Linked DNA regions of Sus scrofa: region 1 is linked to region 2. Evidence: chromatin contacts called from public Hi-C data. All regions are on one chromosome and are shown on one strand. Each heading gives the region's core, a stretch centred on a gene start, on an enhancer-like site or on the middle of the called end of the contact. The rest is flanking DNA. Distances are from core to core; before and after follow the strand shown. Region 1 overlaps PTH1R (parathyroid hormone 1 receptor). Region 2 has its middle 6.6 kb from the start of MYL3.

Evidence for each region. A called contact is a pair of places that touch in the nucleus more often than the background predicts.
Region 1: a Hi-C map of fetal liver shows a contact between it and region 2, with 1.7 times the contacts expected there. The contact joins two enhancer-like sites. A contact is called at or near these places in 21 of 47 Hi-C or Micro-C datasets (alveolar macrophages, blood, embryonic fibroblasts and 11 more) and 1 of 2 datasets of contacts at active chromatin or transcription factors (skeletal muscle).

Annotation. Positions count from the first base shown.
Region 1 is chr13:29,773,313-29,778,092 of Sscrofa11.1, reverse strand. It overlaps PTH1R (parathyroid hormone 1 receptor), which reads right to left. Exons shown (of 15, transcript NM_214382.1): 12 at 4,665-4,759; 13 at 3,887-4,028; 14 at 3,738-3,779; 15 at 2,732-3,244. The coding sequence ends at 2,867. Among named protein-coding and RNA genes, the nearest start is that of PTH1R, 26 kb to the right of the region's middle. Within about 2 kb of position 2,587, at least 1 of the 83 cell types and tissues checked has an H3K27ac peak or open chromatin away from gene starts, as enhancers often do. A contact at or near this core is called in fetal liver, where this site is marked.
Region 2 is chr13:29,739,948-29,744,446 of Sscrofa11.1, reverse strand. No RefSeq gene overlaps it. Among named protein-coding and RNA genes, the nearest start is that of MYL3, 6.6 kb to the right of the region's middle. Within about 2 kb of position 2,541, at least 5 of the 83 cell types and tissues checked have an H3K27ac peak or open chromatin away from gene starts, as enhancers often do. A contact at or near this core is called in fetal liver, where this site is marked.

The sequences.
Region 1 (4,780 bases), core at 1,338-3,837, 34 kb before region 2:
TGTTTACGTGTTCCTTGTGGCTTGGCTGGGCTGTGAGGCCTTGAAGGGAGAAATGACCACCTGGCTCCAGCCCCTGCTCAAGGCAAACAGCATCCTGACTGCCTGCCAGGCCCTCTGAGGGCTCCCACTTCCTCTGCCAACACCTGGATGGCCTAGGTGGGGCTCAGGGCCTCTCTGAGTTGGGAGGCCATCCCTGGCCCAGGAGCTCCAGTTCTAAGGAAGGAGACCTGGTCCTGGACTAGGGGCTTAGATTGATGCAAGAAGTCCAGTTCTGCCCTGGCTATCCCGTCGAGGGGAAAAATGGTGCCCAGTCTAAAGGGGGAGGCCTGGCCTTGTCCTTGGTGCAAAAATCCTGAAGAAGGAGGACCAGCCCTCAGGGAAGAAGTATCCAAGTAGATGTGAAGGGCCCTGGCCCTGCCTGGGGCCACTGAACCTGAGGGGGGTACCCAGCATGTCCTGAGTGCATTTAGTCCAAAGGGAAAGCACAGCCCTGTCTGGAGGTTTATCTAAAGGGAAGGTGGTAACAAGTCTGAAGGGTGAGCACAGTCCTGTCATGGGGTGGAAGAGGTCCCAGTCAGTGGGAAGAAGCTAAACCCTGTTTTAGAGGAAATCCAGTTTGAGAGGAGAGGTTCCACTCTGTCCCAGAGGTCACCCAGTCTGAAGGGAAGACACAGCTCTGTCCTAGAGGTACCCAGTATGAGTGTTTCAGGATGAGTAGGTCTCGTGGATTCTACTTCAGAAGCCTCCTAAGGAGGAGTCTTGGCTGGAAGATGGGACCCTGGGGCCCTGCCAGCTGGGGACCTCAATTACTCTTTCTGTGGGATGGGTGGGAAGAGTTGCTCCAAAGGCCCAGTGGTCTGGAGGTCCTGTGGCTGGGCTCTGGAGAGGGACATCAGACTCCCCTGGGGGTTGGGGGATGACTAGGGGAACTTAGGTCTCCTTCCCCCAGCCAGTGCCTCATCCAGGATCCTGCCTGACAAAAGCACATCCCACCCCCATCCCCATCCCCCAGCCTAGCCACCAGCCCGCACAAGGCTACTGCTCCCTTGACCCCTGTGTAACCTCCTCTGGTCTCTACATAGGAGTATGTTGCTCAGACCTTGTTGCACTCCCTCTAGAACATCTGATGACTCGCAGCATTCACGGGAACCCTTGATGCCCAGCCTGGCTTAGCAGCCTCCAGGTCCTGCTCTGTGCCTCTCACACCATTCCAAGTAGGTCATGTCACGTGGAGCACCACGAGTGCACCAGGCCTTTGGACAGGTGTGTGCCCTGCCCACCATCTAGAATGGCAGGTGCGCTGGACCTGAGGCTGCTCTGAATATGCTCATAGCACCCACCACCTAAGTGAGTTTGTGGTCCTAGCCTCATGACCACTCTCCTGGCCCTTAGTGGAGGTGGGGGACTGGGGGTGTTGGAGATGGGGAGCACTTCCAAGATCCTGAGTTCATGGAGAAGAACAAGCGTTTAAGCTGGACGTAGAAGGAAGTACCGGGCAGGGGCACTGGCTTATGCAAAGGCCCAGTGATGGGGCCATCTTCAGGTTTGAGCAAGTAGTTTGCTCTGGCCAGAATACGGGGTGGAGATGCAGTTGGGTCAGTTCTAAGAGTGTCAGGCTGAGGAGGGCCTGTGCCATTCTAGAGCCCAAGACGCGTGGGCAGGAGCTGAGAGAGCAAGAAATGTGGTGAGTGGGTGTCAGGTGGGGATGCTAGTGACCACCTAGTCACTAGTGGATCCCTAGTGAGTGGACATGCCAAGTCTTTTTTTTTTTTTTTTTTTTTTTGTCTTTTGTCTTTTTTGTCTGTTGTTGTTGTTGCTGTTGTTGCTATTTCTTGGGCCGCTCCCGCGGCATATGGAGGTTCCCAGGCTAGGGGTTGAATCGGAGCTGTAGCCACTGGCCTACGCCAGAGCCACAGCAACGCGGGATCCGAGCCGCGTCTGCGACCTACACCACAGCTCACGGCAACGCCGGATCGTTAACCCACTGAGCAAGGGCAGGGACCGAACCCGCAACCTCATGGTTCCTAGTCGGATTCGTTAACCACTGCGCCACGACGGGAACTCCCCAAGTCTTTCAGATACCCAGCCAAGCCAGCCTCTGGGCTCAGACCTCTGGCTCCCCCACAATTCCTGAGCCACAGCAAAGACCCCAGGCCACTTGGCGCTGCCCTGTACCCTCTGTCTGATTGCTAGAGGTGTGTCAGGTCCAGGGTAAGGGCTAGGATCACTTTGGAAGGCTCCCTTGCGTGCACAGTGTGGCCACTAGACAGGCAGGAAGGGCCTGTAGCAGGGTCCAAGGCTTGGGGGTGTGCCCAAGAACCCAAGGGATCTGCTGTCAGTCCTGGGTGACTGTGACTAAGGGCTAGCAGGAGGAAAGATAGCCCAGAGGAGCTGGGCCAGAAGCAGCTTGAGTCCCCCATGGAGCCTGGGTACAAGTGCAGGGAACAGTCGAGTTGGCAAGTGGAGGCAGGAAAAGGCTGGGGCCCTATTCCTTCGTGGGTCCAGTGGGGCACTATGTGACCCCAGCAGTCCTGAGCTTCTCTAAGCCTAGACAGTGGCCTTTCCCAGGACCTTTCTGCTGGACTCTGCCCTGACCCCCAGGGACTGACCTTTGTTTCCTAGACCCCCTTCTGAGGTGGGACCAAGACTTCCTCCATGGCTCCCAGGCCCTCCCCTCCTGGAATGAATCCCCAGTTCCGGCCACAGGAAGCCACACACTGCTTCCTTTTCCTTTTTTTTTTTTCATTTTCTTTTTTTCCTGTTTTGTCCTCCAGCTCCCAGCCCTAAGTAGGCAACTGTCCAACCACGTGTCTCTTGGTCAGCCTGTCCACCCTTATGTCCACAGGTCCAACCCTTGGGTCCCCGATCACATGACTGTCTCCCACTCCTCCTGCAGCAGAACAGATGGCCTCTCTGGTGCAGAGGCCTCCTCATCCAACCCTGAGCAGGAGCCGTTGAGGAACCCATCGTCCTTAGGAGCGGCCACGACAGGGGGTGTGGTCTGGAGAGCTGGGGTCTCTGGCTTGGTGTGGCAGGGCAGCTGGGGGTGGCCATTGGTGGTGGCGGCAGGCAGCAGGCGGGGGCTGAGGGGCAGGCCAAGTCCCGTGCGGGGCCCCACATTGGTCACACTCGTGTGAGACACCATCGGACCATAGCTGTAGCTGCTGCTCCCACTACGTGCCTTGCGCTTAAAGTCCAGTGCCAATGTCCAGCGGCTCCAGGATTTCTTGATTTCAGCCTGTACCTGGGATGGCAGCAGGCGGGTGGGTGGTCAGAGGTGCCCCTCACCTCTCTGCCACATGTCCCCAACCCCAGCAGTGACCCCATCCCTGGTCCTACAACACTCAGCATGGATGGAAACAGAGGCACAGGGCATTACTAGAAATTTCCAAGGCCAAGAAAAATCCCGTCATTCACAGAACATGGTGCCTGGCTGTAAGCAATTGACACACCCAGAATCTAGAAGGCTCAAATGGCCCCAAGGGTGCCGAGTGTTCAGTCTGGATGACAGACAATTCAAACATGGGATCGGGAAGACGCTTGGCTATGCCCACAAACCCTAGCACATCCTGAGCCTGAATCATCTGGAAAGACTTCTCTCTGCCTTCAGAACATCCTTAGAGATGTTCTTAGAGGAACAAAGAAAGAACTAGGCAGAAGAATGAAGGAACAGGACTTAGGAACCCCCTGACACTTCTGCATCCTCCCTGCCTCACCCAGTGCAGCCCACCACTTACCTCGCCGTTGCAGAAACAGTATATGATGGCAACAAAAAATCCCTGTTAGAGAGAGGGTACTGGGTCAGGGCCCAGAGCTGCATCTGGTGAGGGTGGAAGCTGCCTCCCCACCCTGCCCACTTCTCCCACCCTCAGCAAGGGCTGCTCACCTGGAAGGAGTTGAAGAGCATCTCGTAGTGCATCTGGACTTGCCAGAGCGTCCCTGAGACCTCAGTGTATGGCGTAGCCATGAAGACGATGTAATGGACGCCAAAGAGCGGCATGAGCACCAGTGTGGATTTGAGCAGCTTCCTGGGCCAGTGGGGCAGGCGGGTCAGTGTGGAGCCACTTCCCCCTCAACAGGCACTGTGCAACCCCACCTACCCACTTCAGGCTCCAGAAGCCACTAAAAGTCCCGAGGCGCGGGTGGCCAGTGGGAGACAGACCATTTCACCTGAGCCAGTGATACTTTGTTGTCTCAGCAGTGTGTTAATAGGGCCCCTAGATTCTGAAGTGTCCCAGAGTGGACCATAAATTATATAGCTCTGTCTCAGGCACCCTCTGTTCCCTCTACTGACATTTACTCAGTCTCCTGTGGCCTTACCCTGGTATCCCACAGCCCCTCCTCAGGTTTCAGCCAAACTTCCATATTCTCAAGGCCACCCACTGCCCACCTGTCCCTTGGACAGCTCCCTAAGGAGAAAACTGGGTTTGTCCTGCCCTCACAGACCCCAGCTTTAGTGCAAGGCCTGGCACCAAGTGGCCTAGGCTGGCTCTGGGGTGTCCCGGGGACCTCCAGAAGCCAAGCAGGATCCCACCACTGCTGGCAGGGCCAGCCAGGGAGTCAGGAGTTAAGTTCTTGACTTGAGACAGGCTCATTCTTGGGGCCTCTGCTTTTGTACATGCTCCCAAACTCTGAGGAGCCTGGGCACAGCGGGTGTGGCTCACCGGTACTGCTGCCGCGTGTCACACCGGCCGGCGTTGGTCTCCCGCAGCTTGGTGGCAAGGACCCGGACAATGTTGATGAAGAGGATGAAGTTGAGCTGTGGGAGTGAGGGAGGGCT
Region 2 (4,499 bases), core at 1,292-3,791:
TGGGTGAGCCCTGTATTCATGCAGAATTCCAGCCAATTGTTCCCTTGTTGACTTGGCTCTAAGCTCTAAGCTCCAGGCTTCTCCAGGGCACTGAGATCTGGGCAGAGGGCAAAGGTTGGTGCAAGTGGGGGAAGGAGGATACTCAAGTCCAAAGAGGTCTCAAACTGACTATCCTGGGGAGACTGTGTGTCTGTTGAGCTGATCCAAGACCCCACCCCATTGAACAGGTGTTGAACACTGAGGTCTCCAGAGGGAAAGAGCCTCCAGGAGACAGTGATGGGTCCAGGACCAGAACTGGGTCTCCTGCTGGCCTGGATAACCCATTTCAGGACCAGCACCTGGATCTCCTTTGGATGGGACATGGTGTTTTGATGTCCCCAACTCTCCAACTGTCTCCCCAAAATGGTCTCTCTCCATCCAGTCCAGCTACAGACTTCTGAGACACAGAGTCTCTGACCATTATCTGCGACTCCAGAACCTTGTAAGATCTCAGGTCTGGATTTTGCAGAGAGCTGGGTGCCTGGTATCTTCCATTTCTATCTGCTTCAGACTCTGTGCTTGGAGGTCCATGGGCTTGTTTGAGGGGTCACTGCACATTCCTGGGCATCTGTGGGTCTGAATCTGTTGTTGTCCCTCTCCAGCCCTCAATCCTATGAGGCCCTCAAGCCTATGAGGCCTCGCCGGTCCCGCAGCCACCCCCTTTGCCTGCCCTCTGCCTGCTCTGGGGTCCAACATCTGGGAAAGGAATGGGTCGGGAGACTTCCAGAGAGTCCTTTCCCACGAGAGCCAAGCTCTGACCCCAGTCCTTATCGGGCCTGGGTGTTCCAAGAACAACACAGATGCTAAGGCTTACAAGTCCTAAACCTGGGGACGCTGACCTCCCCAGGCCCAGCTGCTGTACTCTGACCTCTCTTTCCCCTCTTCAAACAGGGTGGGGGTGGGGATGGCCCTGCAGGGGGCTTGGGGAGGAGACAGTAGAAAGGTCTCAGAATCTTGGACACACACATTCAAATTCACACATGCATGTGCTCTACTGCCGCACAAACCTTTCCAGGCAGGCCTGCTATGGTTCCCTGATTTCTCTTGTCCTCGGCCTCTCTCCTCCTTCCCAGTGCTCCTAATTCCCACCCAGAGCTCTTTCTATCCATGGGCTTAAAGCGTGATGTGTTAGGGGTGTGTCCATGAAAACATACGTGAATATGTGTACATATGCATGCAAAGGGCATGTGTGAGCAAAGTGCATGTGCCTATGTGAATGAAGGTGTGTGCAAGGCATCTGTAGAGTGTAAGGGTTTGTGTTTAAACATGTGTGCATAGGAGTGTGTCTGTTCTTGGTTCAAGCACTTGTGGGCGGGTTCCTGAGTGTGAGTTTATGGGTGTGTATGTGTGCATGGGTGCACATACACACTTCAGTGTGAGTGTTGGTAGAAAGGGACCAGGTGATGTTGGCGGGGCGGGGGTGGAGTGGGTCCTGGGATCAGTGGCTGTCTCCAGACAAACACAGACGCACTGTGGGGATGGGTTAGCCTGCCTGGGGTATTCTCCAAGTGTGTGTGTATGTGCACGCATACATATGTGTTGTGCTTTAGACATAAATACACTGGGTGGGTGAGCAGATATATAAATATCCACATAGGCAGGTACAGTAATTGACCCTAACTATTCCTGGCTGGGGGCTTGGGCCATTTTTAATGCAGCTCCACACCCTGAGCCACAGAGAGTATTTGTGTGGCCAGTGGAGGCAAGGACACAGCTGGTGCTGGGTGGGGTGGGCTGGGGACAGGCCTGGGTCTGCTGGGGCCACCTCAGCTAGGTGCGGTCTGCAAGGGGACAGGGAGGGAGGCCCTCCCAGCCAGCCATTGCCTCTTCTGCTATAGTCACCATAGTCATTCCTTGTCACCCTCCTGCCTTCACTTTCACCAGTGCCATCCTTGTCCCCTGCACTATTTTTCATTCCTGTCACTGTCCCCATGTCATGCTGCCTATACCCACCGTCTCTTCCTGCATCCTGGTCTGGTGCTCCCTTCTTGTCCATCTTGGGCCGTTTCAGGGTGAGTGAGAGCTAAGGATGAATCTGCCTTATACTCAGCTCGGGGCTGAGGTTGGGGGTCAGAGAACTGCACGCACGCACGTTGACTGTAGGCTCTGGGAGGCTGCCTCCTGCCCTGGGCACCCTCTTTGTCCCTGGCCCACCTCAACAAGCCTCCTTCCTCTCTTTCTGAATCTGTCCTCGCCTCTGTCTCCATCCCAGGATCTGTGTCTCATCTCTGCCAAGGTCGGGGTCCCGTCTCCAGTTTCTCCATGATGGCCCAGGGGAGCTGGTTCCTCCTCCCAGCCAGCGTGAACTGTTTGCCTGAGACAGTTGGTCCATCCAGTCAAACAACCACCCAATTCAGACTTCTCGTCTGACTGACGGGTTTTTTTTTCCCCTGCTAAATTTACTTGCATTTTTGACTGAATTGGCCATTCAACAGAGGTTGTGTCCACATGCCCCTGCCCCGCCCCAAGCCAGCAGATGAACAGGCTCCCAGATGGACACGCACACAGAGCCAGGAGCACCCGGACATGCGCCTACACACATGGGTCACAGTCTCACGGACACACGTGAACGCACAAGATGACACACGTCCACATGATCACACGTGTCTTCCTATCCTCATACCCACACTGCCCATGTCTATGCGCTCACACACACATTCATACCTCGTACTATGGGGACACAGTCTGTGCACCCTTAAATCTACTGTGGGGACATCTTGGGGAGAAAGAGGCCAGGGCAGGGGCCCTACCCAGCAGCCTGGGGCAGCCATGGCTCCTCTCCTCCAAGGCCCGCTCATCCTCCTTCCTCCGCCCTCAGCCTCTAGGTGGGGCTTCTGGTCATCTGGGGCCGCTGCTATGCCCCTGCAAGCTTCAGTAGCAGCTCCCAGACCCTGATCCTAAAAGGGGACTCTTTTTTTTTCTTCCAAGGACAATAAATATTTGCTCTTTGGGAAACTGCTGGTGGGAGAGTACAGGGTTTGGCCCAGCAGTGGGGAATGTCCAGGGCAGTTCAGGGAGGCCGCAGGCCGTGCTGGGGGAGATGCTAGGCCCCTTTGGAAGCTAGACCAGCAGGCAGAACTGGGGGGCCAGGGCTAGGGCTGCACCTCACTCCCTTCCTTGGACCCTGGCCCCAGGCTTTTGTTTTCTCCGTCGCTTTGCCCAGCATGATGGCACCCCCCATCCCTCCCATCTCAGACCCCTCTATCCCAAACCTCATCTCTTGAGAGCCTTTTAGCCACTCCCATCCATTTTGTCAGCACCCCGTCCCCTTCCCATGCACTCAGATTTTCATTCTACCTCCTTATACCAGCCATTGAGGGCAGGGCGATTGCCACCCCAGGCCAGGCCCCTAAGAGCAGAGACTGCCCCTCTGACTGGGCCCCCAAAGCCAAGGCTGTGCCTTCCTTCCATAAGAGACCAAGCCTGGCCAACAGTGTTCCCCACCCTGTCCCCTGTGAGGCCCTGGTCCCTGGAGGCTCCTGCCTGCCCACCCCTCCCTCATCCTCAATTGGGCTCCCAAATATAGCGGCCGTGGTCACAGCCGGCCAGGACACCACAGCCCCAAGCGTCAGTCCTGGGACGGGATCAGAGGGGCAGGAGCTGATTATAGGTCCCTGGGCCAAACCCAGGGCTTGCCTGCCAGCCCGCTGGGCCCTGCCACCCCCACCCCCAGAACCACAAGGTTGGAGCATCTGGTCCCCGTCAGCACAGTGGGCAGAGGGAGGGGCCTGAGGGGTGTGTTTGGCCTGCTGAGGACAGAGTTGTCTGTGTGTGGCTTGGGGGTGGCAAGGATGGGCTTGTCACTGCTCGGGGCCATGACTGGCCTTTGAACCCAGGATCACCTTGCCCCACCCATGGCCATTGTACAGATGGGGAAACTGAGGTCAAGGGGAGCCAGGACCAGCCTGGGTCACAAGAGCATGAGGAGTCTCCGGCCTCCCCCTTGGCTACTCCTTCCCATCTTTTAAGGCCTGGGGCTGTGCCTCCGGGAAGCAGGCCACATCCTGTTGGTGGCAGAGCAGCCCTGCTGGGAAGTCCTCCTTGGAGTCAGACTTTCACCCAAGGCTCCAGGGGCGTGGGATGGCGCAGAAATTCCTCTCCTTCTCTGGGTCCTCGTGGCTGCCTCGTGCCACCTCTAGCCAGAGTTACTGGGCAGCCTCCCGCCCCTCTTGGGCCCTGGTCCCCTTATCTGTGCAGCTGGGCAAGGACTAGGAGCTCTGTGTAGGATCTGTATTTGCAGGCACCTATCGTGCATGGTGAGGTCACATCTATGTGGAAACACATGTGTCTCCTGGAGGAGGAGCTGCAGCCCACAGGTCTACCCACGCCCAGATGGGGTCCCTAGGACCTGCTGCACAGCAACATTTGACCTACTTCTAAGGCTCTGGGTCTGGCCCAGGCCGCGTTCTCGACTCCTCCGGGAAGTTTGGGCCTGCGTCCCAGCCCAGAGGCCGTGGGCC